Linked DNA regions of Mus musculus: regions 1, 3, 4, 5 and 6 are each linked to region 2. Evidence: chromatin contacts called from public HiChIP or PLAC-seq, Micro-C and promoter capture Hi-C data. All regions are on one chromosome and are shown on one strand. Each heading gives the region's core, a stretch centred on a gene start, on an enhancer-like site or on the middle of the called end of the contact. The rest is flanking DNA. Distances are from core to core; before and after follow the strand shown. Region 1 holds the start of Parp12 (poly (ADP-ribose) polymerase family, member 12). Region 2 holds the start of Fmc1 (formation of mitochondrial complex V assembly factor 1). Region 3 overlaps Tbxas1 (thromboxane A synthase 1, platelet). Region 4 holds the start of Mkrn1 (makorin, ring finger protein, 1). Region 5 holds the start of Trim24 (tripartite motif-containing 24). Region 6 holds the start of Slc37a3 (solute carrier family 37 (glycerol-3-phosphate transporter), member 3).

Region 1 (4,781 bases), core at 620-3,119, 580 kb before region 2:
GCCCGAAAGTTCTCCACAACTCATGACCTCTGGAAAAGCAGTCAGTGCTCTTAACTGCTGAGCCCCCAAAATCTAGTCTTTATACTCATTTTTTTTTTCTTTTTTGAGAAGGGTTGCTGCTGGGAAATTGAGCCTAGTGTTGTATGTGTTGTATGTTTATACAGTCTACCACTGAGTTTCTGGCCCAGCCTGCTGTCTTTTTTTTTGTGGTGTGTGTGTGGTAGGATGTCATTTCTCAGGAGCTTTCCGCCTTTTTTTTTTTAAGTTTATTTATGTATATGTATGTGTGTGCCACAGCACACATGTGAAGGTCAGAGGACAATTTTGGGGGTGTGGGGTGTTTCTCTCTCCATCCCCTTTTACCTGGGTTTTGGGGATCCACCTCAGGCTGGCAGGCTTTGGACAGCAGGTACTTTTCTCTGCTAAGCCATCTCTCCAGTTCCCGCCTTATTTTGAGACAGAATCTCTCACTGGGTTCCAGGGTTTGCCAATTGGTCTACTCTAATCCCATTTTATTACATTTTTGTAGTAATACTCCCCCCCCCCCCCAGCACACACCTTCCTAAGGATTGAGCCCAGGGGCTATACCCTCAGTTGCTCTTTTCTGTAGTATTTTATACTTAGAATAAAATTTTATTCATTTTAAATTAATTTTCTAAGCACTCACCTCCCAATTTTCAGCCTTCACCTTTCCTTTTTCCACTTTCCTAGTACCTCCCACACTCCACTGTGACCAAAGTGTTGGGTTTGCTTCATGCTCACTCAAAAACATCCTACTGTGTACACTTTCAAATCCAGACTGGACTAGAACTCAGAGATTGCCTGCCTCTGCCTCCCAAGTGCCGGGATTAAAGGCGCCTTCACACCTGTCGTGCCTGGTGTCTGAAGCGTCCAGAAGAGGGTGTCAGATCCCTCCTGGAACCAGGGTTACAGGCAGTTGTGAGCTGCTATGTGGGTGCTGGGAACCCGGCCGAGGTCCTCTTCCAGAGCAGTGCGGCCGCTTAACCTCCGATCAGCCCCATGGAATACTACTTGATTACAATCTTTTCTCACAACATACTAATGTCCTTCTAGGTCAAACCCAGAGAATTAACATGCTTGTTAAACTCTTGTTGTCTGAATCACCGTCTTACTGTTTCCAGTACTCCGTCCTCTCCTGTGAACATGACTTACTAACGCTTTTATTCCCGGGAGACTCCTGGAGGAAGGAATGGGGGTGCCAAAAGTCGTATTTTAATAGGTATACCCCCACACACCCCCGTTTACTTACCCCGAGAACGTTTAACTCCCAGGGTAACACACAGGAGAGTTCTTTCCGGTGAGGAATCGAACTAGGTGCATCACCTTTACTCAGAAGGGGCGAGGGAGGGAGGATCGGCCCCCTTTAAAGGACGTACCTACGCTTTCCTTCTGGAAATGCGGGATCCGCTACAAAAGCGGAGTGTCTGGCAATTCGGAGCGACTGTTTCCGTTTGTTCCGGGGTGCGGTGGGACCGGGTCCGTCGTCCCCGCTTCCGAGGCCCGCCTGCTAAAGCCCGCTTTGGCTCGGGCGACTTCTGAGCCCCCCTGAGCGCGCCGGCCGACGCACCAACCGGCCGCAACCGGCCGGCGCCGTCTGGAAACTTCGCTCGGCTTTTCCGAGATCGAGGTTGCTGACTGAACCCCCCGCGGCGTCCCTCGGGCCTAGCTGAACGCGCCACTCGCCTCACAGGACGCTGCTGCCTCGAAGGGAGCGGCCACGACTCCCTCAGACGCGGGAGTCCGGCCCCGTGAGGACCCGCGCCCCGCATCTCCGGCCGCGCGACGCCTCGAGGCACGCCGGGTCGCCCAGTGCGCGCGCAAGCGAGCGCGGGCCGCCGTCGAGCCGCGCGGTCCCCAGCTGGCGGCCCTAAGACAAGGGCGCCGGCTCCTCAGCTGCGGCCCGAGGGCGTGGCAAGGCCCCACGGCTCCTGTTTTCCCGGCCGGAGCCCGCTTTCGGTTTCGTTTCCTTCCAGCGAAACAGTGGGGCCCGGCCCGTGAAAGGCGCCGCCGTCCGTGCTAAGCCTCAGTCCGACGGCCATGGCCCAGGCCGCGGTGGCAGTGGCAGAGGTGACCCAGCTGCTGTGCGCGGCGGGGGGCGCCTTGGAGTTGGCGGAGCTGCGGCGCCGCTTGCGAACCAGCCTGGGGACCGACGCGCTGGAGCGGCTGCTGCGGGACTGCGGGCGCTTCGTGGTGGCCTCGCGGGCGGTCGTGGCCGTGGGCGCGGGCCGGGAGGCCGCGGCGGCAGCCTCGGAGCGCTTGGTGCTGGCCGTGTCGTCGCTGCGTCTGTGCCGCGCGCATCAGGGCCCCAAGCCGGGCTGCACCGGGCTCTGCGCGCAGCTGCATCTCTGCAAGTTTCTCATCTACGGCAACTGCAAGTTCCTGAAGACCGGGTAAGGACGCCAACGGTGGGCTTGGGCGGATGCTCCTGGCCCTCCACTCTCGGACCTCCACCCTCGTCCCGTGATTGGGGCAGACCGCTAGGTGACAGTTCCTCAGCCTCGCCTGTCCTTCACTCTCAAGAACGTTTATTGATCACCTACTTAGTGACTGGCAGTGTATGGTGGACTAGCACAGATAGAATGTGGTGCCAAGAGGGACACCTGAGCATGGCAGTATGGCCCCCAGGAGGGAAGCTGGTCCTCAGGGCTGCTTTGAGGAGCAGGCAGCAAGGCTTGCTGTCCCAGCTGTAAGGAGGCTTTGGAAGTGCCACTCAACTTCTGTTTGTCTGTTTACAAGCCGAAATTCAGAATTTCAAGATCCATAGAGAGTTCCGCTCTCCTCTAGCCACAGACCTTCCTGGGTGCCTTTCTACACCCCCACCCCCCACCCCCCACTTTGTTTCATTTAGGTGGCAGAGCCCTGTCTGGAATGCCCTTCCTGGTTTGCTTTTTTAGCGCCTCGGGCAGGAGCTGAAAGATTTTTCGCTTTTTTGAGCTTTCTCTAACTCTTCCACAACACACTTTATGTCCTTATTAGTCTGGGCTGCTCTCTGCTTGCACCTGCAAGGTGATTAGTGAAATCTGTTTATACTGAAGAATTTGGGCCTCACCTTAAAGGTGATAAGGCCTGTTGAATGTCAGCTGTGAGGTTTGTGTTTTAGGAAGATGTCTTGGGTAATGATTCGGGGATGCTGGGTTAGGAGAGGATGTTGGAGACTTCATGCTTCGAATCTAGTCCAGTTATCTAGAAGGATTAGTTTCTTCCCTCCCTGCTTCCTTTTGCTGTAACAGTAGACATCACTTTTTATGATGTCAGGTTAATAGTCACGTTGGGTTAGTAACCTTGACCTGTGTAGTCAATCAGGGATCCAGACTGGGTACAGCTGCACCCTCAACACTTTTGAGACAGTTCTAAGTATCAAGTTCTGGGGGCTGAAGGTCTCCCTGGTAGGAAGTCTGGTGGGAAGTTTGTGTGGGTCAGGTCTAAAAGTGATAAATATCCCATTTACCTGAACCTGTCTCCTACCCCTACCTAAGGGGTATGGTCTAAGAAATGTGGTCTTTAGGACTTATTTATTCGGAAATAATACAGATTAGAACTTGTCCAAACGAGGTGTATGCGAGAGATTTGGGGAAATTAAAGGGGAGTGTGCCAGCGTGAAGAGAGGCTGTGGGAGAGATGGTGACTCTTGTTTCTGTTCCCACTGTGGACTGAAAGCCAGAGAGGGTTTGAGATCTTTACTTAAAAGGAAGGCTAAACCCTTACCTACTGATTTGGAAGCTGCTGGGTGGTAAATACTGTGGCCCCAGTCACAGATGTCTTCAGTCCCTGACTTCCAGACCTGTGCTCAGGAGGCAGTGTGCTTGCCTATCAAGAGCGTGGTCTGTGAGCTAGTTAGTTGTTTCAGTCCACCTCTGCTCTTTGCTGCCTAGTAACCCTGGGAAAGTAGCGTTCTGGCTGACTCTGGCCCCTCAGTGATGATAAGATTACTTACTTCACAGGTTTGTTGAGGCAATCTCTGTTGCATAGTAAATGCTCGCTAAGGTTATGTTGCTATTATTGCAGTTATTTGTATACTTGGCTTTGGCAGCACGAACTTAGCTTCCCTTCTTCTCATCTCATTTTGTCATCTTTTTCCTAACCCCTGAAGATGTGGCTTATTTATTGTTTTATACCTTCCAATGGCCTCTCCTCAGTTCTTGCCTGGATCCCGACTCTGCAGTGCCTTTTTCCTTTGGTGCCACTGTATTCTTATCACAGCTGACCTCAGACTTTCACTCCATGTGTGAGTTCTTTTCTGTTGCATTCACGAGTTGGGAGAGAGGAGTCAAGGTTCATGGTTTCTGATCTGTAGGGGCGGAGGGACAGAGATGAGAGAGCTAGTAGGAGAAGAAGGTTTGGGGATGGATCCAGGAATTTGGCATTCTTTCAGGATGTTTACTACAGATGTTAAGGTATGGTAATGTCTGCATGCTGCTTGCCTGCCTTTCCAGGTGTCCCAGACTGTCATTAAAGGGTTGTCCCTGAGTTCTTAGGGTGGAGTACCAGTGCCTGGTTGATATGTGCTCACCAGATGCTTATGGGTTGAAAGTACAGAGAAAGGGAGCTGCAAAACAGGTGGACCAGGAATGTCTGTGTCTATGTAAACCCATATCTGGAAGCATGAGTCACTCTGCCTGGCATTTTTTTTAAAGATTTATTTATTTATTATATGTAAGTACATTGTAGCTGTCTTCAGACACTTCAGAAGAGGATGTCAGATTTCATTACAGATGGTTGTGAGCCACCATGTGGTTGCTGGGATTTGAACTCGGACCTTC
Region 2 (4,453 bases), core at 509-3,008:
TATCTTCCCCTCTTTGAAACTGTTGGGTTTGCCTTAATTATGCTTTCTTTAAATTTTTAGTTATGTTTTCTTTCCCTGTACCCTTACTTTTCCTAACCTCTATTCACTTGCCAATTCCAGATGCCTAATTATAGCCTACTAGACTTTCTGAAGCACCTCTTCTTCATACCACTGTCCCCTGGTTATCTATACCCTTAGCACTTATTTATGCTAAACATGATCTTATTTTATGGCTCTTCAGGGAGACTGTAGCTTCTTACATGTATATCTTTTGGGTTTGTTTTTTGTTTGTTTGTTTTTTCTCAGAGTCAAGGATACTCTATATAGTCTTGACTGTCCTGGAACTCCCTATGTAGACCAGACTGGCCTCAAACTCAGAAATCCACCTGCCTCTGCCTCCCAATTGTTAGGATTAAAGGACATGTTCCACCAACACCTGCCACATCTTATTCTTGATATTTGGCCCTAGTTCTTAATACACAGTACCTAACATAACTTTTTAAAAGATAAGTGAATTTTAGTTCTAAAGTTTTGCAATGCTCAAATTCTGTAGTTAAGATAATTGCTCAAGAACTTAAGTTTCCATTCCCCTAAATTGTAGCCATGCTTGATCAAGCAGAACTGGGCAGGTGACTGTCCCCGAGCCTTAGTGTTTGTATTTGATCTTGTCCAAAAGGCAGAGAATTGAGCATTACCACATTTGGAAAATTAACCATCTTCCATTCCTTTCTAAGAGGAATATGAACTGTGGATTTCACAATGGCACTTCCCAAGGATAGCATTCTGTATGTTTATGTTTGTTACACCAGTAAAACATGTCATGTATCCTGTCATGCAGAAGGCTAAAGATGTGACATCTCCATAGAATATAAGATATTGCTTTCCTCAGTGGTGAAAGGCTAGTACTAAATAAAACAGTACCACTCTTCAACTCTTGAATATTCCCCACTAAATTGCCTTAAAAATTGCATTTGCCTGGCCCATGCCTTTAATCCCCACACTCAGGAGAAAAGGGCAATCAGATGTGAGTTCAAGGTCAATCTGGTCTAAACAGCAAATTCCAGGTCAGCCAGAGTAATGCTGAAATTCTGTATCTTCATTCCCCACCAACACGCAAGCAAGCAAAAGCACGCGCGCGAGCAGGCGCGCGCACACACACCTACACACACACACACACACACACCCGTCAAATCACAAAAACACTGCTTCCTATTAAAACTTTAATGTAGAAAGGATGAGGAGAGGGGATGCTTGTACCCTTACGCCTTTAAGTCTTACGACCCCTAGGACCCACTTCACACAACGCCCGCTCCTTACTCCATTCCACACCCCATGCACCAGACAAACCAATGAAATCGTCAGAGACAGCTCCACCCCGGTGGGTGGCAGATACGAAGTCCCTAGGAAGGTGCGCCCCACGCGGCTTCTGGGCCAGTAGGGGATTTCAGACCGCAGGTTAGCCGAAGGGCTGGAGTCTGTGGTGAGACCCGCAGGTGGAGGACAGGGTGACTCAGACACGTTTGTCCTGAGACCCTCTATCACCTGCGCAGACCGCCCCCTCATCCGCCCTCCCGCGACCTGGAGCCCACCCAGCCGCGGATGCCGTACCCGATGTGCTCGGAAAGCCTTAACGAGGTACCGGTAGGCCGCTGTGTCGCGATATGGCCGCCCGGTGGCCGCGTTCAGGTAGCGCAGCTCCCTCAGAAGGCCCCGCAGAGTGCGCGCCGGGGACCCCAGGGCCGCCATTTTTCTGTCCTTGGAGAGCCTGGTCCCTCACTGCCTCGGGCGAGGTGTTCCCCCGCCCACTCCGCCCCACAGCGCCCTCTACCGACCACCCTTGGAGGGAAACGCGAGTGACAGGCACCTCAGGGGACCAGGAGAGCAAGGGAAGGTGCCGAATCCTCTCGGCCCTTCTGACTGCGTCCCTTTGGACTGCCGTAAGCTGATGGCCGCCGAGTCTCTGAGGAAAGGTGTCTGGCAGGAGAGTATGTGGATGTCTGGACATAGGTCACGCCAAAAAGATCTTACTGTTTCTACCAGGGATGTCAAAATTAAACGTACCGACCTCCAACTTTATGGTCCCCGCAGCCTAGGAGAAGAAAATGAACTCATACCCTGGTATGGCAAACTGCAGCCCCTTTACTAGTAAAGCCTCACATCCAGTTCTCTAGTTTTGTTTTGTTTTTCTGTTTGTTTATTGTTGTTTTTCGAGACATGGATTCTCGGTATAGCCCTGGCTGTCCTGGAACTCACTCTGTAGACCAGGCTGGCCTCGAAATCCGCCTGCCTCTGCCTCCCGAGTGCTGGGATTAAAGGCGTGCGCCATCACGCCTGGCTTTTTTTTTTTTCGTTTTGTTTTTTTTGTTTGATTGTTTTTCCCCGCAGTTCTCTAGTTTTAAAACAAGATGGCCGGGCGTTGTGGCACACGCCTTCACTGCCTGCAGAAGCAGGCGGATCTCACAGCTCATAGACCATTATGGTCTGCAGTTTGTTCTAACCCAGCCAGAACTAGGTAGAGAGACCTTGTCTCTAAATACATAAAATAAACAGTAAGTTTGACTCGCAATAATCATCTAATTAGATGATGTTAAAATAGATAAAAAAAAAAAACGAACCACCCCAGATGGGACTCGAACCCACAATCCCTGGCTTAGGAGGCCAATGCCTTATCCATTAGGCCACTGGGGCTTCTTCTACTGATGTCCTCAAACACCATAATCAAGTTATTTCCTGTTTCGTACGTCATCACTTAAATTTATTGTTTTTACCCTATCACAGAGAACCAAACTCAGCCTCAGTGTGAAACGGATGCCTGCTGGGAAATGTAGTTTAGATGCCAAGAGTCAACCGCTTCACCCTGCAAACAGTGGATGCCACGAAGCCGAACGGGCTCCCGCTTTTGCTTACGTGTTCGTGTTTCTGTGCGTAGTAGCTCTGCGCCTGCGCAAAAGTGGGCCCGGGAGACGTCAGAGCCAAACGGGCTGCGGAAACCAGTTCCTCGAGCCTCCCTCTGGTCCTATTCTTTGTCAGATTGTAACAGGAAAAGCCAAGCCCCTTCCGATTGGGCTACTTTCAGGGTTTGTCTTCGCTCTTAGCTGGTCGTTAGGTGGCGTTTAGGTAGTGGTCAGTTTCTGTTTCCGGTTACAGCGCTGAGGCCATTTCCGCAGCCAAGGATGTATTAGAATGGGGTTCAGTTTTCGAATTTTCAAGTGGGCTATAAGTATAAGACGGTGCGAAATTAGTGCCTACTATAGTAGAAATTAGGGATAATTAGAATTTAGGTTTGTTCCTAATTGTATACCGTAGACAAAACCACTTTGGGAGGAGGGGGTGAGGAGTGAGACCGGGTTTCTCCGTGTAGTCCTGGAGGTCCGGGAACTCGCTCTGTAGACCAGGCTGCCTCCCGAGTGCGGGGATTAAAGGCTTGCGCCATCACCGCCCTGTCATAAAACCTCTTTTTGAGGTGTCAGTGGCTCTTTATTTTCTAAGAAGCAGTTCAGTCTATTTAAGGTTGCCCTTGTAGACCCTACCTCATTAGCTTTTTATATGTTAACCTTCGTCTAGCTCCGGCCGCTTCTTGTTCCCCTCTGCTCAGATATCTGAGCTAGCCTCTTTCCTCAGTCCCAACAGCCTGCATATCGCCTTAGTATTCCTATTTACTCTCTGGGTCTTTTGACTTGCTCGGTGTATGTTAGAAGCTGTTCTAGGCCCTTTAGGCTCTCTATGACAAGGTTACAGTTAGCTTTGTCATTCGTAGTGGCATGCTTAGGAGGAAGAAGGATCTCTGTAAATTGGAAGCCTCCGTGAGACCCTGTCGCAAATTACATTAAAAAAAAAAAAAAAGTTACTCCCTTGTGTTAGAACCTAGACCAAACTCATCCGCAACTATGTCTCTCTTCCCTAGCAGCTGCTCCTGGGTACCAGCCCCAAGCTAACGAACTCTAAGTTATCGGGAGCTACCCCTGCATGATGAAGTCACACTAACTAAACGGGGTTTCTCCTTCCAACCTCTTCACATCGAGATCACACATTACCCTCAACCCCCTCTCCCTCCCCAGCTTCCCTCTCTCTTGTCCCCTCCCCATCTTCTCTCTCCCACCCCCCCTCCCCCTCTCCATCTATTCTCTGTTCCTCTTCCCTCCTACATGTCCCCAGCCCCCCTCATCCCTTCTTCCTCTCTCCCCTCCTCCCCCCTTTCCTTTTCTCCAATAAACCTTCTCTATATTAAAAAAAAAATCACATTATCACACATTACATCCTTGATTGTAAGACTTTCTCCTTCCCCCCCCCCCCCATCCAGGAGTGAAAAACATCCTAGTTACAAGCATGGACTCTTGACATGGAAGCTCACCTACCCTTCCCTCTGAAACCAGAAGAAGAGATACCCATTCTGACATTTGAGTCTTAACTGCCCTTGCATTCTCTTCAATGCTGCTGACTGCCTGTTGATTTG
Region 3 (4,675 bases), core at 715-3,214, 540 kb before region 2:
TTTGAGTTCTGCTTAGAGTTTATAGATAATGTTAAAGGATGGGATCAAGCCTTGTTTTGGACAGAGGTGGAGTTACAGGTACTGTCTTCTCTTCAGCAGCACCTCTTCTACCTTCTCTCTCTCCAACTGCAGCTGGGGCTGTGGTACCCTATGGGATTCTTTCAGACTTCACCTTCCTGTCTCAGTAATTGAAAACCCTTCCTCACCCTCCTCACTTCACACATTGCTCATTTGCAGGTAAAGTGAGGCTGGTGGCCCTCTGCGTGCCTTGCACTGGGGGGCAGAGGTACTTTTCAAGGGCAGGTATCTGAGGGGGTGCAGGGGATTCTTGACTTTCTCATGCTGTCATTCAGAGTCAAGCCTCTCTCAGTTACCCTCAGTTTCCCCTCATCTTTCTCCCTCGCATCTGGTGGTTCATCTCTGCTGTCTGGCTTCTGTCTCCTCCCTCCCCCAGATGGTCCTCATCATGATCCTCAAAGGTTTTGGGCATCCAACCCCATGGACATTGGCAGCTTTTTTTTTTTTTTTTTTTTTTTTTTTTTTTTTTGTCCCTCCTGGGCCACTGATCATTGATGAAGCCGTGATTAAGAAAATGAAATAGGTCCTGAAGAGATGGCTCAGTGGTTAAGAGTACTGACTGCTCTTCCAGACATCCTGAGTTCAATTCCTAGCAACTACATGATGGCTCATGACCATCTGTAATTGGATCCGATGCCCTCTTTTGGTGTGTCTGAAGACAGCAACAGTGCACATACATAAAATAAATAAATCTTTAAAAAAAAACCCCTCAGATTCTCAAACCAACCAACCAAAACCAGGGGACTGGGGAGGTGTGGGGGGGGGGGACCAGGAGATGAGAAATTAGGAAAGCCACCCTGGGTCAAAGGTTGGTCTCAGAGACACCTTCCCTGTATAGAAAAGACCTGGTTCCCTTACATGGCCAAGATATCAGGAGATGTGTACTACTCCTGTCTGCCTGTTCCCAGCTCCTATACCTTCTCACCTCTGTACTTCCCTAGTAGAGGGCCTGGAGTTAGTGGAAAACTGTCTGTACTCTAAATACTTAAAATAGTATGTAAGGCTGGCTAGAATAAGGGTGTTTGTCCTACTAGCTATTATGATAACTCTGGAGTATTCTAATGCTAGAACTGGTCTTGGTAAGGTTTGTTGACTTACTACTTTGTTGAGAGTAGACACATATAACATAAACTGTCATTTGAACCATTTTCAAGGGAGCAGTTCTGTAGTATAAGTATACCCAGTGTGGTGGTTTGAATATACTTGGCCCATGGGAAGTGGCACTATTAGGAGGTATGGCCTTGTGGGAGGAAGTGTGCCATTGTGTGTAGGTGGGCTTTGAGGTCTTCTAGTGCTCAAGCTCTGCCCACTCGTAAGATACCCTCCTCCTTGCTGCTTACGGAAGACAGCCTCCTCCTGGCTGCCTTCAGATCAAGATGTAGAGCTCTCAGCTCCTTCCCCAGCACCATGTCTGCCTGCAGGCTGACATGATGATAATGGACTGAACCTCTAAAATTGTAAGCCACCCCCAATTAAATGTCCTTTTAAAAGAGTTGTCTTGGTTATGGTGTCTCTTCACAGCAATAAAACCCTAACTAAGATACTCACTGTTGGTCAACTATTACCCTAGAGCAGTGGTTCTCAACCTTCCTAATGCTGTGACCCTCTAATACAGTCCTCATGTTGTGACCCCCACCATAAAATTATTTTAATTCCTACTTTATAACTCTAATTACTGTTATGAATCATAATATAAATATCTGTGTTTTCTGGTGGTCTTAGGTAACCCCTATGAAAGGGTCATTTAACCCCCAAAGGGGTCATGACCCACAGGTTGAGAACCACTGTGCTGGACTCTAGGCATCTTCCTCATCTGGTAGTAGACACCCAGCCTGTTTGTTTCTTTTGTCTAAGCATGTTTTATTTTGAGGAAGTAGACTATATGTATTTGCATGTGGACATAACATTTCTAGAAGAATACCATATATGGTCTGAACATGAAGTGTCCCCTCTAAGGGTCATGTGTTTAAAGCAATGGTTCCCAGTGCACTGTTCACAGGCAGGTCTTGGGGCAAGTCATTGGATCATGGGGGCTCTGAACTTGTCAGGGAATTGATCCACTGATGGAATTCATAATTTAGTGGCATTGGAAACTAGGCAGTGGGCCAAATCAGAGGATGCAGGTTGGGCCTATCATAGAAGGATCTATCTTGTCCCTACCCTCATTTTTCCCTCTTATTCCTCTCCCTCTTTTCTCTCTCCCTCTCCCTTTCTCTTCCCCTTCTCTTCCCCCCTCTTTCCTCCATCCTCTTTCCCCCTTTTCTACCTTTCCCTCTTATCTTGCCCTCTCCCCTTACCCTCTTGTCTGTTTTTCTCTCCCCCTTTTCTGTTTCTTGGCTTTAATGAAGGAAGCAGCCCTTTCACCCCAATGCCCTTCCACTGGGGAGTTTCTGTCTTGCCACAGGCTTGAGTGCAATGAAGCAAACTAACTTTGGATGAAAAGTCCTGGAACCACCAGCCAGTATAAATCCTTCCTCCTTAAAGCTGTCTATTTCAGGTGTTTGTGCTTGCAATAGAAAACTGGCCAACTCAACGCCTAAACTGCCATGGTCTCTTTCGAGGGATGTCACTGAGCAGGGCTGGAAGTCCATTTTCTTTAACTCCTTCCTATTGTTTAGGGTTTGTTTTGGTTTTTAAGTAGAAGCATATTATTTTGCAGTTACTATAAAATTTAAATAATCCCGTGTTTGGGGCAGTGGCTCAGTTGGTAACTGCATGCCTTGCTAGCACACACACCTGAGGTAGATGCGGGATGTGTGGTAGGTGTGTAATCCCACTGCTGGGGAAACAGAGACAGTGTCACTGGGAATCACCAGCCAGCAGTCTTACCTAACTGATGAAGTTCAGGCCAAAGAGACCTTGTCTCAAAGGTGATGGGTGGCCTTCCTGAGGATGACAGCTGTGATTGTCTGGCCACTTCCACATGTGTGCATGCGCACCTGCACAGTGCATCCCCACACATACACACATATGTTAAAGAGAATCTTCTGCTGCTTATGTCAAGTGATAGGCTTAAACATCCCTAAATTCCTAAGTGGAAATATAATTATCAGACAAAGTACAATGATATTTTTGGTTTTGCTCATGAAAGGAATTACGAGTAACTGTGGGCTCCTCTGTTTAATCTTTCTGTTTTGGATGTCTCAGAAACAGTAAGAAGCCAGGCTAGAGACCTTGTCTAGATTCAAAGCCTCTGACACCATCCAAATGAGGCTTGGAGCTGACTCCAAAAACCCAGAACTTCAAACTCAGCTAGTACATGGAATATGAAATTCCCAACTTCAGTTCCAGAAAACACATGACCATGCCATAGTAACCCCACCTTTCTGCCCTTCCTAAACTCCACTAGGACCAACAAGGATCCTCTGCAAACTGGGAAATAGGGCCTGCCCTCCTAGGTGATGCTGGGTCTCCTGTCTGACTCATGAAACTGTGCTGAGCTCTGCTGCATAAGGCTTAGGAACAACTGACAGTGGTCATGTCTGTGATGCCTGTGGAGGTAAGCCACACTGGCATGTGAAAGTCAACATGCTTTCTTAAAAAACCACGGGAAAAGAAAGTGTTCACGCTGTACATTCATTCCCAGCCCTGTGCACAGCAGCAGCTGTGGCGGCCATGCTGCACCACTGTGCATGGGGTAGCCAGGGGTTGGTAAGGCTGGGTGTGCCTGTGGAGCAGCTATAGGAGCAAAGAAACCTCCAAAACAGAGAGATTAAACAAACTAAACAGAGGAGCCCATAGTTACTCGTAATTCCTTTCAGGAGCAAAACCAATCTGTCATTGCACTTTGTCTGATAATTATATTTCCTCTAAGGAATTTAGGGAAGGCCATGGAGCTACGTGTGCCCAAGCTGGTGGTGGTTGCAATGCCCAGTACCTGGTGCTCCTGCCCTGAGATTTCATCCTGCAGCTGCTTAGAGGTGCTTCCTCCTCTGTCACCTCTGAGTCCCCCATGCTGTGTGGAAGCAGAACAGATATCTAGGCCCCACTTCCATCGGAAGAGAGAAGCTCAGGGCAGATCAGATCCCAGGTAGGATCATACAGCAGCCCAGGCACTGGATGCCATTGGATGAAGGAAGCTTCACCATTCATTCAGGTTCCCTACTTCCTCTCCCATCAACAAGGGAGATCTTGGCATCTGGTTCCCAGATCCATTCTTGCACCCATTGGCTATGTATAGTGTGTCAGGGGCTGGTCTGGTGCTGCCATTCAAATGCTGTATTCACATGCTAATTTCTGTACCTAAGATCTGGCTGCCCCAAGATGAGCAAATTGCCAAGTGCAGCCTTTGTAAACCTTGCTCCCCAATTTAAAACTATTTGTTAAATAAAACTGGCAACAGCCAATTACTGCTGTACTGGCTGGTTCTGTGTGTCAACTTGACACAAGCTGGAGTTATCACAGAGAAAGGAGCTTCAGTTGGGGAAATGCTTCTGTGGGGCGTTTTCTCAATTAGTGATCAAGGGGGGAGGGCCCCTTGTGGGTGGTGCCATCCCTGGGTTTGGGTTCTACAAGAAAGCAGGCTGATGGAGCAAGGGGAAGCAAGCCAGTAAGAAACATCCCTCCATGGCCTCTGCATCAGCTCCTGCTTCCTGAC
Region 4 (4,596 bases), core at 1,303-3,802, 890 kb before region 2:
GCTGTAACCATAAGAAGGTATAGATTGGGAGTTGTGGAGAGATGGCTCAAGTATAAGCATGCAGCTGTCCTACCCGTTAGCATCAATGTGGGTTCCTCATGGCCTTTTCCCAGCAAAGCAGCAGGGCATGGACGAGGGAGATCTGTGTTCAGGCAGGGAAAAAAACGTCAGCTGTGGCACCAGGAGCACAAGCTGAACCACCTCTGCTGGGACTGAATTGAGTGGATGTGGCGATGCTACACAAAAGAGTCCCCAGAGTCTAAAAGCTGGCTGGTTCCAGTACTGGAGGTGAGTTTTCTGTCCATCACTTCTCTGTTTATGTTGAACATTTGGGGCAAGTACACTGATTCACGTATTCAGCAACACATCTTAGGCCAAAAGTACAGGAATGCTCTGTTCAAATGTATTATTACTAGGAACTTAAGTATTGCCTGTGAGATATCAGGTTTTTTTCTATGTCTAATAAACTTTTGAATTGATTTAAAAAAAAATGAAGGGGGTGCCTGTATTCCAAGTTGATTGTGGATTGCTTATGCCCTGGTCATTGATACAGCAGGGATAGGAAGCGAAAGCCTTTTCCTGTGTTTGGAAGGTCAACTCCTGTCCTTGTGAAACCTTGGTGCTTTCGAAGAACACATCTTCTCCAGCCCAGCCTCTTGGCCTCCTGCCTGCTGACCCCAGGCTCACAGAATACTCTCTGCCAGTGCTGTTCTATAGCCTCAAAGGCTCCTGGAAGGGAGGTGGGAGCAGGGCTCTGCATTCAGGGGTTTTATTCTGGCCTAGTTTTGCAAGTCTCCACGAGCCCCAGTTGCATCCTCCGGTGGAACAGTTTTTCCTGCCTTCCTTGGCTGCTGCAGTAGAGAGGCCTCTAGAAGCCTGTGCGGCAGGCAGAAAGCTGCTTTATGTCTCCTCTTTGCCTCCCAGGTGTCTGTGGACACTAGAGTACCAGGGAGTGGACAGTAAGACCACAACACAACTTGAAACTGGATACACTGCCCACTCAGAACATATCTTTTCCTTTGCTTGGTAATTGGCTCAGATGTGGGAGACTCCAGCATATGAAGTCTTGACACCAACACTTTAGAGGGCTAAGACCTGTCCCTGTGAATGACTATAGTGACAAGAACTTTTCCATTGAATTTGTTGCTAACATTTGTGCTACCTCCCCAACAGCTGTGCAACAAATCTTAAAGATTAAAAGTAAAATAAAATAAAGGGGGACAGTGGTGAAGTCTTTAAACCCCAGGATTCAATATTTGGGAGGCAGATCTCTGTTCATTGAAGTCCAGCCAGGTTTACTTTATTGAGGAGGGAGAGAGAACTTTGGATCTAAAATGTTCCTCAGAAGTTCATGTGATGTGTCTTGGACTCCAGTGATTTATGCTTAGACACAGTTTTGGAGAAATGATTGGCACTGCCCTCATCAGTGGATTCATATAACCTGATGGTGGAAACTCTAGGGGAATGGGCATAGTTAGCTGGGAGCCAGTACTTGGGAGCATGTCCTTGAAGGCTGTCTGCTTACTGACAGATTCTTGCAGTGTAGCCCAGGCTGGCCTCAAGCCTGTGACCCTTTTTGATAGGTTATTTCTCTGATGTTGGTGAAATGAGCCAATTCACACTAGATTCGAGTCTATTAAAGGCAGGTTTATTGGGAAGCTCTCTCAGGCAGGCTAGTTCACTGGCCTCAGGAGTCGCCACGGGGGTAAGGATGGGATAAGGAAGGGAGAGAGAAAAAAAGAAAGGGCATGCAGGCAGAGAGGAGACAGAGAAAATGTCTAGAAATATAGGGAGGAGCCTCTGGGGTGAAGGGCAGCCTAGCTCCTGGGCTGGAAAGTTCAAGGTTGGGGGCAGGGAATGCCAGATAGGGACTAAAAGGACGCTAGGGAAGTCCGGAGGTCAAGTCTGCTTTGATATGTAAAATATGCACCTCAGTTCCTGGTCAGGTATAAAACCAAACACTTTTTTCCTTTAGCTTCCCAAGAGCTGGTATTACAAACAGGCTACCACACATAATTCATTTACAACATTACTGTTATTACTTTGACAGGATCTATTTAGCTTGGGCTGGTCTCGAACTTGCAGCCATTGTGATACTCAAGTCTTCACATTGGTGGGATTCCAAGATGTCTGCCGCCAGGCCCACCTGGGCACTTCCATCAGCAGGGATTCTGACAGTTCCTGTGAGAGAAAGAAACAGATCCCAACACAATAGGTTGGGATCTCACTCTAGATAAAGAGCAGACACAGCCCCAGGCCTTCCCCCACCTTGTACGTGCGCCACCAGCCATAGGCAGAAGTTGGTCCTTGCATGTGGTCCTTTGATGGCTAGGATGGCTAGGACCAGGACCATCCTAGCACACCTGGCTAAGCGTGTGATCACGCCCCTTTAGGGCGGAGCCTAAGCCATCACCAATCAGCGTCGCCGGAGGAGGGCCGCGGGTGCCCTGCGGAGCCCGCAGTTCCTGAGACCTGAGCGCTCGGAGACGCGGTGACACGGCGCGGGACTGGCGCAGAGCTCTCGGGCTCCTCAGCCTCCCTCCCCTCCCCTCCCTTCGCTGTCTTCTCCTTCTCAGCCGGACCGGAACTATGTGATCCCGGAAGTTCCGGGGCCATTGCTGTGTGGGATAAACAGTAATGGCGGAGGCTGCGGCTCCCGGAACAACAGCCACAACATCAGGAGCAGGAGCGGCAGCGGCGGCGGTGGCAGCGGCCTCCCTCACCTCTATCCCCACAGTCGCTGCCCCGTCCCCGGGGGCGGGAGGAGGGGGCGGCGGCAGCGACGGCAGCGGCGGCGGCTGGACGAAACAGGTCACCTGCAGGTAGGACGTTGCGTGGCGCGGCGGAGGGCGGGGGCTGCGGGGCCGAGCAAGAGGCGGAGGCGGGCGTCGCGGGGTCCCCGCTGCGGCTGTCCGTACAGCATCGCTGCGTCAGCCTCCGCAGAGGTTGGCCGCGGCATCGCTGCGGGTTTCAGACTGCGGGCTCGGACTGCAGGGCGGTCCCGTCACCTCGCCTCGCTCAGCGGCGCCCCGGTGCGTGCGGAGAGGACCGGTGTCCCCGCCCTGGCCTCCATCGCTACAGGTTCGGGGATGCGGCGCGAGCTCGCCGATGCGAATCGGGCTCTAACGACCCTCGGTGCGCCCTGAGACCCTCCAAGGGTCCCGGCGAGCTCGGCCGGCCCCGGGGCTCCGAGCCGGGCTATCCGTTTGTAACGTCTTTTCTGCTCTCTGCGCCGCTCACCCCCGCCCCGCCGGGAGCAGCCGCTTTTGTATGCCTTTGTATGTAAGTCGGTGGTCGGCGGTTCCGAGCTTTGTCTCCGAACCGAGCGTTCGGAGCCGGCGTTAGGCTCTTCCACCCTTGGTTTTATGAACTGCCATTATTATTACTGTCCCTTTGAGAGGCGTTCTTCTTTGCGAGAAAGGAGATCCGACCAGAGAGGTTTGGTTCTTGTTTGGTAAGCGAGACGAAATTATTGGGAAAATGTATGATCAGGTGACAGTTATACAGTACGTATGTTAAAAAATAATTCCCCAGCTATAAACGTTGGAGGAAGGATTGTTTGTATTAACGATGGGAGGGGGCTTATTGAGACAGTCCTACTGTGTGGCCCCGGTTGACCTATATAGTCTGACTGCCCTAGAATTTTCGGCAATCCTCTTGTTTTTGCCTCTCTAGTGCGGGAGTGCAGGGGTGAGATGATACCACGCCCGAGTATATAGATTTTAACTACCAGGAAGGACTATATACGCTTTTCTATCGGCTAAGAAAATTAAAAGGAAATGCCACTTTAAACCCGGCAAGGACAGTTTATTAACCGCAAATGCTAAAGGCAATTCCTAATGAACAACTCGGTGTTGATATTAACTCCCAAACTGAAGAATCTTCCAGTCTTTCCTGTAACACATTTAATAACGTCAGATTAAAGCTTTCCCCTCAGTCTGTTCTTTTTTTTTTTTTTTTGAGGCAAGGTCCAGCTTTGCAGCCTGGTTGTCCTAACACTGTTGCATTGACCAGGCTGGCCTTGAACTTCCCTCCTCCAGCCTTTGCCCTCCTAGTACTAAGGATAGTGTTTCCACCCGGGCTGATATTGAAAATTTAAATCCTTGATTTTTTTTTTTCTTTCATCTACTATCTTTCTCTAGTCTAGTTCTAAATACCCATTACCAAATAACATTTCATAACTGATTTCATTATCATCCTGTCAGATGCTTGCAACTTTATACATTTCTGCTTCAACATTTCTTCTTTCCTTTTCCCTCCCTTACTCCCTCTTCCTTCCTAAGACAGTGTTTCTTTATGTAGCCTTAGCTGTCCTGGGACTAGCCCTGTAGATCAGCTTGGCCTGGAACTCACAGGTCTCTGAGTGCTGGGATTAAAGGGGTGAACCGCTACTGTCCGGTTAACATTTTCCCTTAATTTTTTTATGATTTGTGGGTATGGTTGGGGCAGTTGGTTCCCCAGCATCTGTGGAGAAGTGTACTAAAATTGAAAGGATAATTTTAGTGTCTTTCATTTTTATGTGGGTTCTAGGAATCAAACCCAGCCTTCTTTGTATCAACAAAGATGTCTTGCCGCCACCCCTTTTTCTTTATTCTT
Region 5 (4,724 bases), core at 2,092-4,591, 660 kb after region 2:
TTTCTTTCCTGTTTCTTGTGAGAGTTGGGTGTATCCTATCTCTGACTTGTTCTGTCAATCTTTCTCTGATTTATCACTTTGTCTGCCTCTTAATTAGAGGTCACTGTTTGGATTAAAAGTGGTGCACTAAAGATGTGTCTGTATTCCAGCCAGAAGGATCATAGGTATGTACTAAGGGCCTGCCTGTATTCCAGCCAGAGGGATCAAAGGTGTTTAGTTGTCTATATTCCAGCTGGATCTTATCCTTGGATATGATTGATCTCTTGCCAGAGTACCCATGTTGCTGGATTGAAATTCTTCTACAAAAGCTAGTGTCTCAAATTCTGACAAAGGTATTAATTGGAAATGGCATTGAATGTATAGACCAGAGCCCAGGTCAGGCAAAAAGGATGAATAAAACTCTTTAGGAGACTCTGATCAAATTGGTACTGAAAACTGGCAAGAATTAGGCCAACTTCCTCTCCTGCTCAGGACCCAATGCACTCCTTACCAGGAGGGGACTGTTCCTTTTTGAAATTATATTTGGGGGACCACTTCCCATCTTCCAAACTCCAAGCTATTCACCAAGCAAAAATATCCAATCATTCCCTTCCCTTCGCAAGTCCTCACAGGCTTAGCAGGAACTTGCCACAGCATTGGCCAGATTGGAAAAGGAGTCCTGCCCTCTCCCACCTCTGATGCAGCTAACGGTTGAACCCTGCATTTTCATCTGCATGTCCAATATATCAAACAGAGAATAAACTTAGTTAAGCTTCTGATCTTTAGAACCAACCATGCCCCAGAACAGTACAAGTCAACTATTTGACTCTTGCCCATAGAACCAATTAGTTAATATGAAAAGGCAAGACAGTACTGAGGTTCCCCTATCTTATATTTTGCTGAGACTATTTTAGGTTTGACCAAAGTTTGGCTTCCTTGATGGAGAATATTGTGGAAAATTACCAAAATCTAAGAACCCAAAGTCAAGATACTCTAGCTTGGCTTCTGTTAAACTGGCCACTTGTACAAATCTTCCCCTCCAGTTAACTGCTTATCTTAGCTTCTGTTAAACTGCTTGCTTGCACAAAACCTCCTGCTCGCAACTACAAGGCAAGATAACAGGATATGGTTTTTGCCTCTGAAAGCCCCTTGCAGGGCAGTGGTAGTGCACAATTTTGATCCTAGTACTAGGGAGGCAGAGGCAGGCAGATTTCTGCAACTTCTGATTGAGCCTGGTCTACAAAGCAAGCTTCAGGACAGCCAGAGCTGTTACACAGAGAAACCCTTATCTCAAAACAACAAAAACAACAAAAAACCAAACAAACAAAAAAAAAGCCCCTTGCTCTAAAGATATAAAGCTCTTAATCATAGTGCTGCCACCTTTCAATACACACTTCCTTATGTTGTGGTGGCCCCCAACCATAAAATTATCTTCTTCGGTACATCATAATGGTAATTTTGCTACCGTTATGAATCAAAATGTAAATATCTAGTATGCAAGATATCTGATATGCGACCCCTGTGAAAGGTTCATTCCACCCTCTCAAGGGGTCTGGACCCACAGGTTGAAAACCACTGGATTACATTTGCATTCTAGATACCCGATTGTAATCCAGCTGGCTGGAATACTTTCATTTAGCTATAGACTGAGTGGTGTACCTCTGGTGGGCTTCCTGCAACAATAGAGACCCATGGAAAATAGTTTCCTGTATTTAAAGACTGTTGTAAGAAAAAACTAAATGCATCTAATTCAACAATCCAAGCCAGCAATTGCATCCTGACCTAATAAATATAATTACTTAACAAATTAACTTAAAACAGTTATTCCCTTTAAAAGAGATGTTAAAAGTGTCTGGCTAGCAGGTGCAATGGCTCATGCCTGTTATCTTTACTCTGAAGAAGCTGAGGCAGGAAGATTGCTAGCTGTGGACAATTCTGGGCTGCTACATAAGCCAAACAAAACATACACACACACACACACACACACACAAAACCCAAGAAGCAAGAGAAAAAAGATTTCCCTTCCTCAGTTACTTCGCATTTTAAAGACGTCAATTTGCCCAAATATTTGCAATATTAAAAGTTAAAAACTTCAAGTGTTCTCCCAGAAATAATTACTGCACTTCAAATCACTTTCAACGATTTAAACCTGGTAACATAAGCAAAGGAAACTACCTGTCAAAAACTAATTACCCAATAACACCACAAAAGAGAAAGTAACTTCCAACTACGGCATACAAAACACTTTGGAAGTCTATTTACTTTCTATCGTTTATCGAATCGCTCGAAATAAAATCTCCGAAAGCAGCAGACAACAAAACAACTTATCCCGGTTCCTTTGTCCCCTACGGAGGGGACAGAGAGGGAACTCATTAAGGTAAAAAGCCCGGAACGCACAAGATTCGAAACAGACGGCAGCCAATCTGCAATCAATCATCAAAGAAAATCCCCATCACTTCATCTCCATCCCTTCCTCCCCCCTCCGGCTCGCATAACCCGGGTGTACACGAGCTGATCCAGATCATATGCACCCGGACAAAGCTTTGCGGAGGAGCAGAGAGCAGCTAACTCGCCACAACCGTCAGAGCTCTGCAAAAGTGAGGGACCGCCGAGTCGCTCAGCCGGCGCGGGCCCATTTCACCCCCTCCCCAGCCGCGTGACAGCGGGTCGCGCCCGCCACCTCGCGGGCCCCTCTCACCTTGGGTGGCGAATGGCGAAGGACCACCGGCCGGGGAGCCCGGGGCGGGGGCGGGGGCGGGAGCGGGTGGAGGGGTCTCTGCCGAGCCCAGCGCGGGCGCCGTCAGCATGAGATAGCGCTGCGGCGCGGGCAAACAGCGCTGGCAGAACGAGTGCAGGCAGGGCAGCAGCTTGGGCACCCGGCTCTGGATGTTCTGGTGGCACACGGCGCAAGTGTCCAACAGGTTGAGCCGGGACGCCTCGCCGCCGCTCTCCGAGTCCGGGCCCTGCCGGCTCTCGGCCTCATTCTCCCCGCTCGGCGCCGCCGCTGCGGGGCCTCCGGCCGGAGCCGCTGCCGCCGCCGCCTTCTCCACAGCCACCTCCATTGTCCTGCGGCCGCCGCCGGGGAAGCGGGAGCGCGCTCACCGCCCGCCGCCCCCGACGACCTCCGCAGCCGCCGCCGCCTCCCGCTTCTCCGAGGCCGAACGGACTCGCGGAGGGAGCACAGGGAGGAAGCCACCTCCCGAGTGGCGCGGCCGGAAGACGCGGAGCTGTCAACGGGGACCGGTTCCCGCACCGCGACGCCGCCGCGCGGGCCGATAGGCAAACCGCCACCGAGACGCTCGATTCCGCCCAGCGCGCCCGCCCGTGCCTAGCAGCCTTTCTCTCGGGCCCCTTGGACCACCGCGGGCCCCGCCCCCACCTCCCTCTCCCAGCAACCGCGGCGACTGCGAGCCGAGCGCCATCCAATGACCGCCGCGCCTGCCCAGGGGGCGGGGTCTGCAGAAGCCCGCGAGGCTCGGACGGCCCCCGCGGGAGGTTGGGAGTGGGCGGGGCTAGCCCCGCCGGACGCGAGGACCGCGGCCGCTGATTGGCTCGCTGTGTGTGTGTCTCTCTTCTGTAGATTGTAAAGGAATCATTTGTTAAGGAGCCAGAGCAGGCATCGGGTTCCGCCCGCCGCTATGGCCCCGCCCAAGGGGCGGGGGCTCTGCCCAGTCTACCCAGCCTGATTAATTAAGAAACTGCTTGGAAAACTGCTTTTACTACTGGAGACTTAAATGGGTAAAGGAGTAAGATCGTGGGAGGGCCACGGGAGGATGAAGAAGTAAGTTACGTGCAAACGAGAAGAGACCCAAAACCGGGTTGTATGAGCCCACATTGTGTGAAAGGGGGAGTGTGCAGGCAGCTTTACTCTTTTTGTGGCCTGAATTTATCTCTGTGATGAATTAATGAGAATGATGTAAAGGGGGAGAAATTACAAATTTGTCGGAACTTTAAAAGACCTCAATGGAAAAGGGTGAAATTAATTTTGCTTCTTAAATGAATAAAAGCAGTTAATTTTTTTGAGGACTAAATAAATGATCTGCAAGTGTCCATAGTACCTGAATATTAAACTCTTAAAAAAAAAAAAAAGGCAGACGTGGTAGCACACACCTATACTAATACTCCAGAGGCAAAGGCAGGAAAATCACTACAAATTCAAAGTTATTCTAGGTTTTAGTCAGTGTAAAAGCCTGTCTCAAAAGGGGGGGGGGGGACCTCAATTCTGGTTTTAGAGTTTCAGTATTATATTTCATGTCTTCCTTCTCCCGTGCTTGTTACCGGAAATTCTGGGGAGTCCCATGGGAAGTGCCACCTGTTACTAGGGAAATCAGAGTCCCCTCTTGAGGTTCTTAGTCTCATTAATAAAAGAATTTAAGAAGAGCCTCAAAAGAAGCTGGAGGAAATTTTATTAGAGTTTAAAAGAAAAGAAAGAAAAAAACCAATGCAGGCAAGCTGTAAATCTCAGCAGCTGCCCAGAGGAAGATGGAGAAGTGGAAGAGATGCCATGCCATTTGTGTTAAACAGCCACATGGTTACAGCAGCCACATGGAGGGGAGCTTTAGAGAAAGAGTAAGGAAGCCGAAACTATCAGAGACTGTGTATTAGGCTAACACCCAAAAGAAAAGAGAAGACAAAGAGAAGGTTGGGAGTTTCTGAGACAGAATAGACAGAAATCCTGGAGAATCTCGTGGGGAATCTGGAACTACTGCACTATGGGCCAGGAATTTGGGGGAAGAACACTGTTT
Region 6 (4,635 bases), core at 49-2,548, 840 kb before region 2:
CCCTTCAGGGTTTTAGTAAAGTTTAGCTAAAAGCTGGTCTGTAAGTCAAGAAGAGTTTGGTGGATGTCACCGAAGACATAAGATTAACTGTGAAATGAACCCAGGTCCAGGAGTGCCTTTTGTAGACCAGGCTGGCCTCGAACTCAGAAATCCGACTGCCTCTGCCTCCCGAGTGCTGGGACTAAAGGCGTGCGCCGGGTGGAAGCGTTCTTACTACCTGGCCTTGGATGCCCTGAAAGAGGAAACTGGGTGGTAGCACGGGAATCTTCCTTCTCTCCTCTTTCTCCTCCTCCACGTCTTCCTCTCCCCCTTTCTATTTTTATTTATGTGTTTTTGTATGTCTCTGTGTGTGTCATGTTCACGGAGGCCAGATGAGGGTGTCAGGTCCTCTGGAACTAGAGTGTGAGTCACCATGGAACCAAATCTAAGTCTCCTAGATGGGCAGTCACTGCTCTTAACTGCTGAGCCGTCTCTCCAGTTCCATTTTTTAAAAAATGATTTATTTATTTTTATTATATGTAATTACACTGTAGCTGTCTTCAGACACTCCAGAAGAGGGAGTCAGATCTCATTACTGATGGTGTGAGCCACCATGTGGTTGCTGGGATTTGAACTTCGGACCTTCAGAAGAGCAGTTCTTACCCACTGAGCCATCTCACCAGCCCTCTACAGTTCCATTTTTAAAAATGCACAGATGTGGGCTGGTGAGATGGCTCAGTGGTAAGAGCACCCGACTGCTCTTCCGAAGTCCAGAGTTCAAATCCCAGCAACCACATGGTGGCTCACAACCATCTGTAACAAGATCTGACGCCCTCTTCTGGAGTGTCTGAAGACAGCTACAGTGTACTTACATATAATAAATAAATAAATCTTTTTTAAAAAAAAAAATGCACAGATGTATGTATGTACGTACATATGTATGTATTTAATCATCTTTCCAGCTACGCTGCTGGGGATCTTAATACGAACTATTTATTTTGGTGCAATGGCAATGGGGTGCAGAGCTGTGAATACAAACAGGTGAATGACTATTCCTACCTATATGGACAACTGCATTTAATTAAACAAGAGTCTAAAACAGAATAACGCCTCCTCTTGAAAAAATGGTCAGCCTATCGGTTCTTCTCAAATGATATCTCTCACTCGTTGCTTTTCTCCGCTAACATTTCTGGACCTAGTCCCTTCCTGCAGGAGCTCAGTTAAACCCAACCAGTGGACTTTACAGCTCGCAGGTAAAGCGGCACTGGCGGACTACAGCTCCCGGCATGCACCTGTCCCCGAGGTCACGTGAGCGTCCGGAAGCTCTGGCCACATCCCGCTGGGTGAGGTGGCGGCGGGGGCGGCGGGAGCGGAGTCTAGCGGAGCGGGTTCTTCGGCGGGTCTCAGGTGCGAGCCTGCGTGCGCTCGGGTGCTTGGGGTCCTGGCCGGGTTGGGCGCGCGGTGGGCTTCGGGCGTGGGAAGCGCGGACAGCTGGTGGGTGTGGCGGCTCGGGCGCCGCTGGCAGCTGGCCCCCACCAGACCCCCACCGGGACCCCACCGGAGCTCCTGGTGCTGCCGCTGTGCAGTCCCGAGGCTGTGTGCACCGCAGAGGGAGGAGGACACCAGACACCAGAGAGGGAAGGTGGCCCAGCCCAGCCCACGCAGACCTCCCGGGTAGGGGGTACTTGTTCCCCTCGGCCCACCGATCTTGGCTCATGGGACGTTTGAACGGAAGAAAATGAAACCCAAGGAAAGGGTTCATGGTTTAGCAAGAGGAGGGCCACGTTTCAGGTAGGGTGGGAGGCGTTTGGATAGGATGCACGGAGGTCAGAGGGAGAATTGACTTCGTGGAAAAACTAGGGGTTTGTTTTCGAGTAACTGCCACGACCTCAGGGAATTCGGCTCTGCTTCTTATTCGAATGTCAGACTTTGGTTGTTCTTATTTGTAGAGTGTGGCCTGTTCTTAATTTTGATAAGACAATGGGGATGTGTCCACTTTTAACATTTTCTGCAATATGTTAAGCGATGCCGTGATATTTTACTGAAATGTTTAGAGGATACCTAGTTGCCAGGGCGAGCCTCTTTAGCCATTGCTTGATGTCTTCACTCACATTTCTGTTTACGAAACAATCACTGATGAAGAGAACACCTCGACTACTGTGGTAGTTGAATTATTCTTTTGCCACTTGCCAGATGTTCCTTGTAAGTAAAACAGAGTCTGCCCTAAACACACAGTAAATCCTTTCATTTAATCCTTAAGTGAGGAAAGAAGTGAAGTAAATGGACTTGACCTTTAGTGTCAGAGTTCTCTGTTTTTCAGGAGCAGTTCAGTGCTCATTGTTTAAGGTTTTGGATGAGTGCCTGGTCCTCAAGTGAGGATGACATGCTGTTGTTGCAGTGATAACTGGCACGATTAGGGCTTTGTCTGAAGGGCAGAGGAGAAAGTAGTTGTCTTTGAAAGAAAATAGGGAGAAGTTGGCCTTAGGAACCCTGGTATAAATGGATGTGGTTTTAGGAACCCTGAAACAGCTAGCTAAGTCCTTAACATCTGTGGTAATGCGGCAGTTTTAAGAAAAAGTGTGTGTGTGTGTGTGTGTGTGTGTGTGTGAGAGAGAGAGAGAGAGAGAGAGAGAGAGAGAGCGAGCAAGTGCACGGACAAGTGTCGAATAGTCCAGGTAATCACCATCTCCCTGTGTAACTGAAGATGTCCTTGACCTTCTAATCTTCCTGTCTCTGGAGTGCTAGGGTTGGTAGTCAGGTGCCATGGGTGCTGGTCAAGCACTCTACCACTGAACTAGACCATGCGTTTTTTGTTGTTTTGTTTTGTTTTTGAGACAGGGTTTCTCTATATAGCTCTGGCTGTCCTGAAACTCTGTAGACCAGGCTGGTCTCGAATTCAGAAATCCACCTGCCTCTGCTTCCCAAGTGCTGGGCTTAAAGGCATGCACTACCACTGCCCGGCTAGACCATGCTTTTAAAGCAGGCTCTCAAATGAATGTGTGCTTTGCAGCTCTGTAATCTAGGCTGGCCTCATATTCTCTCACATTTGGAATCTCCCTGCTGGGATTATAGGAGTATACACCTGGGAAGACTCGAGTCTTGGAAAGAGAAAAGATGTATCTGGTATCAGTGAATAGCTTCTAGTTAGATGATGAGAGATCAGAAAGATACTGTGTATGTGTGAGCGTTGGTTGGCACACAAGTGATAGCCAGCGTATGCAGAACTGTGAAAGGGCCAGACTCACCCAGCGGTCAAGTGCTTGCCTACAGACCAGCACTCTGAGTACAGGTTATCCTTTTACTTCGTACATGTAAAAATCAGACCCTTGGGAGCCAGATGATTGCCAGCTCTGTACATTTGAGGATGTTAGGGAGCCACATTTGTTTATAAGTTGGACTTTTCCCATCCCAAACTACATACCAGAGAGATTAAGCTGTAATTCAAGAGGTAATTCTAATTATCAGGTTTTACAAAGCCTGAGGTGTTTTCTCTTTTCCATTTACACATCTGAAAAATATGCAGAGAGCTGACTATGACTATATTTGCAAAGTACCTATCAGTTTCCTGGTGCCTTATAGGCATTCAACTAAATAAATCATTGACAAAGGTTTTTTTTTCCCTCTGTCCAAGAGCTCTGGGGACACTGTGGACTTAGAACAGAGAAAGCCACTGGTTTTTAAAATGGGGTTTATAGATGAACAATAAACATGCAAATCGTTAAAGAAACAGAAATGGGGAATAGAATTTATTTATTTGTACTGGGACTTGAACCCAGGGCTTTTACATTTGTATGCAGGCAAGTGCTCTCTCTATTTGGGTGCTCAAACAGTCGTCGTCATCTTCTTCTTCTTATGTAAGTACACTGTAGTTGTCTTCAGACACACCAGAAGAGGGCATCAGATCTCATTTCGAGTGGTTGTGAGCCACCATGTGGTTGCTGGGATTTGAACTCAGGACCTTCTGAAGAGCAGTCGGTGCTCTTACCCGCTGAGCCATCTCGCCAGCCCTCAAACAGTCTTCTTACTTCCAGGTGGGTCAGTGTGACACAGTATCCTGTTAATGGAACATTCTGTCTGTCTGTCTATCTAAGAAAGGGTCTCACTGTGAAGCCTTGACAGGCCTATAACTTGCTTTGTAGAGCAGGCTGACCTTGTCAAATACACTCAGTTCTGCTCACTCTTGTGGGATTAAAATGTTCATCACCACATACCTGGCCCCAAGGGGAACTATATTTGATGAGTTGTCTGGGCAGCTACTTAGGGAGGTGACATCTGAGAAATGAGCCAAGAAAGGGAGGAGCAAGCTATTGCAAAGAACCAAGAGGAGATGCACACAGGCCTAGAGGAGAAGGCTTGGCAGGCTCAGGGATTAGAGATGGGTGCAGGTAGAGGGACGGAGTGGAGGGAAGGGGACAAAGAGTAGATTATGGCCTGACAGAGGACTGGGAACTCAGCTGCCCAGGATGGGACTGGTGACGTAATGTTCACATAATGGCAACTGCACATGCCTAGAAGCAGCAGGTGGCAGGTGCCGAGAAAGTGCCTCTGAAGAAGCAGAGGTGGGTGAATCAGCACACTGCCGCAGAGAAGAAGAAAAAGTACCACATTGTGTGTTCTGTGCTCGGAGGCATGAAGGGGCTCTGCCTGTGGTGGATG

The links. A called contact is a pair of places that touch in the nucleus more often than the background predicts. HiChIP or PLAC-seq counts read pairs in DNA pulled down with a chosen protein or histone mark. Capture Hi-C pulls out chosen DNA fragments and counts their contacts.
Region 1: an H3K27ac HiChIP or PLAC-seq map of bone marrow-derived dendritic cells shows a contact between it and region 2, with 7 times the contacts expected there. The contact joins the promoter of Parp12 here to the promoter of Fmc1 in region 2. A contact is called at or near these places in 6 of 39 promoter capture datasets (3T3-L1-derived adipocytes, the HPC-7 cell line, hippocampal neurons and 3 more), 4 of 115 datasets of contacts at active chromatin or transcription factors (bone marrow-derived dendritic cells, bone marrow-derived macrophages, fetal liver and 1 more) and 3 of 9 other capture datasets (adipose tissue, macrophages and pancreatic islet).
Region 3: a contact with region 2 is called in an H3K4me3 HiChIP or PLAC-seq map of bone marrow-derived macrophages, with 6 times the contacts expected there. The contact joins the enhancer-like site here to the promoter of Fmc1 in region 2. A contact is called at or near these places in 3 of 39 promoter capture datasets (the 3T3-L1 cell line, 3T3-L1-derived adipocytes and liver), 1 of 484 Hi-C or Micro-C datasets (the G1E-ER4 cell line) and 1 of 115 datasets of contacts at active chromatin or transcription factors (bone marrow-derived macrophages).
Region 4: a promoter capture Hi-C map of adipose tissue shows a contact between it and region 2, with 2.1 times the contacts expected there. The contact joins the promoter of Mkrn1 here to the promoter of Fmc1 in region 2. A contact is called at or near these places in 4 of 39 promoter capture datasets (erythroid cells, hippocampal neurons, liver and 1 more), 1 of 115 datasets of contacts at active chromatin or transcription factors (embryonic stem cells) and 2 of 9 other capture datasets (adipose tissue and liver).
Region 5: a contact with region 2 is called in a Micro-C map of embryonic stem cells, with 14 times the contacts expected there. The contact joins the promoter of Trim24 here to the promoter of Fmc1 in region 2. A contact is called at or near these places in 5 of 39 promoter capture datasets (the 3T3-L1 cell line, 3T3-L1-derived adipocytes, liver and 1 more), 2 of 484 Hi-C or Micro-C datasets (embryonic stem cells and muscle stem cells) and 2 of 115 datasets of contacts at active chromatin or transcription factors (extraembryonic endoderm stem cells and pancreatic cancer cells).
Region 6: an H3K27ac HiChIP or PLAC-seq map of embryonic stem cells shows a contact between it and region 2, with 3 times the contacts expected there. The contact joins the promoter of Slc37a3 here to the promoter of Fmc1 in region 2. A contact is called at or near these places in 3 of 115 datasets of contacts at active chromatin or transcription factors (embryonic stem cells, memory CD8 T cells and pancreatic cancer cells) and 2 of 9 other capture datasets (adipose tissue and liver).

Annotation. Positions count from the first base shown.
Region 1 is chr6:39,115,437-39,120,217 of GRCm38.p6, reverse strand. It overlaps Parp12 (poly (ADP-ribose) polymerase family, member 12), which reads left to right and starts at 1,869. Exons shown (of 12, transcript NM_172893.3): 1 at 1,869-2,411. The coding sequence starts at 2,059. 4930599N23Rik (RIKEN cDNA 4930599N23 gene) reads right to left here and starts at 1,745. Exons shown (of 4, transcript NR_045813.1): 1 at 1,398-1,745.
Region 2 is chr6:38,532,166-38,536,618 of GRCm38.p6, reverse strand. Fmc1 (formation of mitochondrial complex V assembly factor 1) reads right to left here and starts at 1,758. Exons shown (of 2, transcript NM_025363.3): 1 at 1,609-1,758. The coding sequence starts at 1,746. It overlaps n-TRcct1 (a tRNA gene), which reads right to left and starts at 2,688; the gene lies at 2,616-2,688.
Region 3 is chr6:39,074,005-39,078,679 of GRCm38.p6, reverse strand. The region is part of intron 10 of Tbxas1 (thromboxane A synthase 1, platelet); the gene reads right to left. Among named protein-coding and RNA genes, the nearest start is that of 1700025N23Rik, 8.8 kb to the right of the region's middle. Within about 2 kb of position 1,964, at least 4 of the 459 cell types and tissues checked have an H3K27ac peak or open chromatin away from gene starts, as enhancers often do. A contact at or near this core is called in bone marrow-derived macrophages, where this site is marked.
Region 4 is chr6:39,418,325-39,422,920 of GRCm38.p6, reverse strand. It overlaps Mkrn1 (makorin, ring finger protein, 1), which reads left to right and starts at 2,552. Exons shown (of 8, transcript NM_018810.2): 1 at 2,552-2,822. The coding sequence starts at 2,638. It overlaps Gm10244 (predicted gene 10244), which reads right to left and starts at 2,543. Exons shown (of 2, transcript NR_152168.1): 1 at 2,269-2,543; 2 at 1,627-2,181. It overlaps Gm25402 (a small nucleolar RNA gene), which reads left to right and starts at 502; the gene lies at 502-632.
Region 5 is chr6:37,869,428-37,874,151 of GRCm38.p6, reverse strand. Trim24 (tripartite motif-containing 24) reads right to left here and starts at 3,341. Exons shown (of 19, transcript NM_145076.4): 1 at 2,678-3,341. The coding sequence starts at 3,041.
Region 6 is chr6:39,374,370-39,379,004 of GRCm38.p6, reverse strand. It overlaps Slc37a3 (solute carrier family 37 (glycerol-3-phosphate transporter), member 3), which reads left to right and starts at 1,298. Exons shown (of 15, transcript NM_028123.3): 1 at 1,298-1,386.